Regions from separate parts of the Hordeum vulgare genome. Here region 1 is linked to region 2. A link is a contact called in public HiChIP or PLAC-seq data. All regions are on one chromosome and are shown on one strand. Each heading gives the region's core, a stretch centred on a gene start, on an enhancer-like site or on the middle of the called end of the contact. The rest is flanking DNA. Distances are from core to core; before and after follow the strand shown.

What was found. HiChIP or PLAC-seq counts read pairs in DNA pulled down with a chosen protein or histone mark.
Region 1: an H3K4me3 HiChIP or PLAC-seq map of embryo shows a contact between it and region 2, with 6 times the contacts expected there. The contact joins the promoter of LOC123448523 here to the promoter of LOC123448522 in region 2. A contact is called at or near these places in 1 of 6 Hi-C or Micro-C datasets (seedling) and 1 of 1 datasets of contacts at active chromatin or transcription factors (embryo).

Annotation. Positions count from the first base shown.
Region 1 is chr4H:292,778,462-292,781,161 of MorexV3_pseudomolecules_assembly, reverse strand. It overlaps LOC123448523 (CLK4-associating serine/arginine rich protein), which reads left to right and starts at 1,398. Exons shown (of 13, transcript XM_045125443.1): 1 at 1,398-1,758. The coding sequence starts at 1,562.
Region 2 is chr4H:292,174,994-292,177,693 of MorexV3_pseudomolecules_assembly, reverse strand. It overlaps LOC123448522 (UDP-arabinopyranose mutase 1), which reads right to left and starts at 1,368. Exons shown (of 4, transcript XM_045125442.1): 1 at 855-1,368; 2 at 1-58. The coding sequence starts at 1,196.

The DNA.
Region 1 (2,700 bases), core at 149-2,648, 600 kb before region 2:
AGCTTTGAATTTAGCATGCTGGAGGCGGTCGAGGCATGCGTGGATGGGACAACGTCGGGTACGCACTAGCACAAGAGCTTGGAGGTAAGACGGGTGACAAGAGGTGGTCGTCGGTGAGTGAAGATGCTTGCCATGGCGAAGCGGAGGTTGTTGAGGACGTCCGCAATGACGGGCGTGGCTACTCACTTTAGGGACCCGACAGTAGGTAGGCAGGGCCGCGGGAGCCAGTGAGGTCGACGGAAAAGGACGATGAAGAAATGAGAAGAGGTGGGGAAGGGAACTAGCAGAAGCGATAAGGAGGAGGTCGACCTAGGCTGGGCCTTGGCTGTCGGCCGTTTGATGGACTCTTACCCACTCTTGGGCTTTGATTAGGCGGTCAGTTTGGGGTAGACGTGAGAGGTTGGCTAATTTGCCTAAAAAATGAAAGACTGGCTAATAAAGGCAAAAATTCAATGCGCCCAACAGAACTTGAACCATGCATGATTGCACTTCTGATGATTGCTTGTACAACTAACATCATAGTTCCACCTTACTCCCGTAAAACAATCCCACCTGTTTATATACGCTCACATGCACCGTGGAGGCAAGCCAAGTCCGAAATCGACAAGAGGGAGCACCGTTGTTTGATACGAAGATATACGTGCCTAATTAGCCTGTGTGTATACGATGGATGGTGTGAGCTTCTCCCTCCGTTCGAAGATACTTGTCCTGGAATGGGTATATCTAGATGTATTTTAGTTCTAGATACATTCAATTTATATATTTATGCGACAAAGTAATTTTGGACGGAGGAAGTATATAACTAAACCATAGAGAATTTGGGCCATAATCCTGAAAGAAAGCTACTCCCTCCTTTTCGGTTTATAGGGCTCATCTTAAAATTTCCAGATTTCTACTATATTAGGCTCATTTTGAGTCTAAGTGAGTTAAAGTGCTTTGAGTCTCACACCATATTTAATTCATAGAGTTTAGAAAAAGGAGATGAGTGGCTATGCATGCATCGTTTTCTACATCCATCATGCAAGTCCAATGAAAGAAAGGATGCTACATTTGTTGCCTTGGAAATTGAATATGTGAGAAATATTTCATTGACTAGTTTAAACTAGTGTCATTCACTTACAATTCACCTTGGTTGATGAGATTTCAGATTTGAGCCCTATAAACCGAAAAGGAGGGAGTACATGCGTAATACTATGTCCATTAAAAAGAAGAGTTAGACATGGATAGATAGTAAGATAAATTCACAATTTATCATACATGTCCAGTGTTAGCTTATTTTGATTCACAATTTATCATACATGTCCAGTGTTAGCTTATTTTGTGGGCTGTTACATCATTTTCTATCTCCACGGGTATGATTACTAGTGTTATGCTAATAAACGTTGCATTGGTACAGACCTAATGCAGCTTGAGGAGCCCTCACGGTTGTGGGCTTTCGGCATCCTGGTCACCTCTCTCGCTCCATCGAAGCGGGGCATCCTCTGGCACCTTCGTCTAGGTTTAGGTTAATACAAAACCGCCTCCCCGAAGCTTCCTGAACATTTTGGGAGGAGGGGGTGCGATGTGGCACGAGGCGCGGCGGTCGGAGCGGAAGGTCCACGACCTCATGGACGGTGCGCGGCGCCGGGCCCAGCGGCGCTACGCCTACCTCGCCCGCCGCCGCGGCGATCCGCACCAGTCCCTCCAGGTCTCCGGCGCCCGGTGCCGCGTCCACCGCGACGACTCACTATACCAGGCCACAGAGGACCAGCGGGGATTGTACGTACCGCCGCTCTCTCACGCACACTCCGTCTGTCCAGTTGATATAACGTGATGGGCTGTGTTGTTTGTTATGACATCAGCATGCTGGATTTAGTCGAATTAGCTGTCCATCTGATGGATCGGCAGTGCCGTCTAATAGATGCAGATTATGTTTCATGATATTGTGCAACGAATAGATTCCTCTTGCAAGTGTTTGTAGTAAACCAGTATCTGTACACCGGTTTGGATTGTCGTTTTGGAGAGCTACACGACCTGTAAAATATACAGCCCTTCATCCGTCGTTTCTTTTGTAGGTGGAAATCAAACTGTGACCGGTAATATACAGGCGTAAAATAAATACAGGTGTATCTGTTACGTTAATATACACCGATTCCAAGCAGGGATCGTATCTGTTACATTTCTGTGACCGGTAATATACACCGATTCCAAGCAGGGATGGTAACTGTGACCGGTAATATACACCGATTCCAAGCAGGGATTATATCTGTTACGTTTCTGTAATTCCTCTCTTCTATGAATAGTTAGTACCCTGACTATTGGTGCATAGGATTTCGTTTCTGTTTCCAAGGAGTTGACTGGGCCGGTTTGATGGTGTGCAGAAGTTGACAAAATATTTTTTTCGTAATAGATTGGATTCAGCCATGTGTTGAGGCATAGCTTGATCAGTTTCTAGCTGTGATTGGTTTAGTAGGTGCTCAGATTTTATATTGTGTAAATATTTAGTTTTGGCCATGTGTTGCAGGAAACCAGGAATTTGGTTTTGCACATGCTGATAATAATGTTGGAGCTTACTGAATTTCCATGCTTGCTCTAGAAAATTAGCTAAATTTTATTCTTCTGGCATAGTTGTAGAAGCTCATTGATAGCAAAACTCTCATTTTTCAGAGTATTTCATCTCGTTTGAACTGTAGCCGCTTTTATGTTATGACTGAAATATGT
Region 2 (2,700 bases), core at 119-2,618:
GGTTCTTGATGTGCTGCTCAAGAGCATTGATGTCTTTGCCAGATGGGTCCTTGGCCACCTATTTCCAAAGAGGACCAATAAATTTCAGTTGAAGCAACACACTAAGACACTGTCAGAAAAATACAACAGTTCACCCCCACTTGATTGCTTCATCAGGAAAGGCAAGATCTAGTGGAGACCACATGGTGTGGATCTCACAAGGTAGAAACATAGTTCTTTTACAATCGGATTACGTACAGAGAGTATAATGAAATTGACATACAACGGTGCTTACTAAATATCATGGACCAAGTGACACTAAATACTCTCAATGCTTTGTTTCGTTACTAATTGAATCGGCCAACCCGTGTTCCACAACCGCACATAAACTAGAACCTCTAACCAAATGAAAAAAGAAGATAAACTAGAACCTCTACCCAAATGAAAAAAGACTGTTCACCTCTTAAGGACAAACTGCTAACGAACAACGAACAGATGGGCTGCTTGACACATGCATCAGTTGGAGAAAATTAATTATACACGATCACAGAGACCACTTCAGTGGATTCTCTACCGGCCAATACAAGCAAGGCCGAGGGCTGCTTGTCCGTGTCCCGGGAGCAGCTCCTGCTCAAACCTGATACGGCTCAGGATCTGACAGGATACTCTTTATTGTTGAAGTGACTGATTGCGGGTCCCTAGATCCAGATCTGATCAAGCCAGATCTGGAGAAATTAGAACAAGGCTACCCAGATCCAGGACAAAAAATCAATTTTCCCATAGATCCGCAGAATTCGAACAATCACCAGCAAGAGCGACTATGAAACGCGAGTAATTTGGAGTTGTGCACAGAGCGAAAGTTAGAAAGAACTTACGAAGCAGTCGTCGTCGATGGTGAAGACGTACTTCTTTTTGGAGACCATGTAGCCGAAGCAGCGGCACGCGGAGTCCTTGAAGGAGATGCATGAGGCCTTTGGGCCGAGAATGCGGTTGATGTCGTTGCGGTTGTAAAGGTCGTAGTCGAAGCCCTCGGGAACCTTGATGGCCTTACTGGGGTCGCCGTCCTGGACGATGATGAGGTGGTACGGCTGGAAGAAGGGGCGCCACATCTCGAGGAAGTCGAGGTTGCGGATCGTCGGGATCACGATGTCCAGCTCGTCCTTGAGCAGCGGCGTCGATGGCACCGACGATCCGGGCACAGTCACCGTCCCTGCCATTGCTTCCTGGCCGGGGATCTCGATCTCGAGCCCTGGATCTAGCTGTTCCAGCAGGCGGTGATAGGGGTGGGGGAGTAGAGAGAGGTGTGGGTTTGGGCTTGGAAAATTAGGGGGTTATATAGCGCTCCACGATGAAGAAGACTTTCTTGTCCACCGATGCCTGCCTTTCTATGTGCGTCTCTCTTTTCTTTCTCCATACCAATAGTCTTTATGTTCAATGTTCATATAAATGTCCACGTGAGTAAACAAAAACCCATCATACAAGCTTTTTAAAAGCATCTTTAAAAGTATGTATGTTTAATCGTTGATATAAATGTCCACATTAACACACAACAACACATGTTGAAAAAATGTTCATGTTTGTCTCGGATCTTGTGTGTGAACCATTGCTTCAAGTTCATACGATTTCATTATTTATCTTCTTTTATTACGTGTCATGTCGTCAAAACTTTCTATGTGACTGTTTTACCAACGGTGGTCATACGACTGTTGGGTTGTCCATAGTGGTGGTATATTAGCTCGTAACACGCACTCGGAAATAGCAAACATGCTGATGTGGCATAAAATTAAAGAAGAAAGAGAAGGTTGGAGTAACATAGGTAGATATTGTATCATGTTAAATGTTATGCTACTTTGTATCATGCATGATAATAAATAAGAGTATATATGATACTACTCTATGATACTATGCACTATGAAAATAATATCATACACTAGTATTATATGTGTGATACTAGTATATAATACTTTCCACTATGAGTAGCCTTGGAGATGCCCTAATGAAGCATATGTTAATTGTACGTAAAACAACTAAGCGGGTCCACTAAATGTTGAAGAAAATGATCATGCTTGCCTTAGAGCTTGTGCCTGAACTGTTGCTTCAAGATCATACGATTTCATTATCTCTCTTCTTTTATTATGTGTCATGTCATCAAAACTGTTTATATGACAATTTTACCAAGGATGATCATACGACTATTGAAGATGCCCTTAGATGTGTTCTGCTCCCTGCATTCCTAAATATAAGTTTTTTAAAATATTTTAATATAGACTACATATGCATGAGAATGAGTTAATTTGGACCCTAAAATACGTCTATATACAACCCTATGCGGTCTTTATTGAAATCACTAAAAAGACTTATATTTAGAAATAAAGGGGGTATTTATTTATTTTCTTAAGTCCTAGCTAATCATATTATACATCTATGGAAAATGTTGGAGGGCGTCCGTGTTTGGAAGTGCCCTTCACGTCGTCACTTTTGCGCGTGAGGCGAGTGTTCGTACCTACATGAATTTGTGGGAGGTTCATGATGCGTGGGAAGCTCGCACGTTGGATCGCACCACGTATGTGACCTTGCTCGTTCGCGAAGCGTCTGGCCGGACACTGTGCCCACCTTGTTGTTTGATTCCGCCGTCTGGACTTATTTCTGGCTGCCAGATAGGCTGCCAGATGTCATGCCGCCCTCGCCTCTTGTGTGTCGCCTCATCTAGTGGAAAGGCGA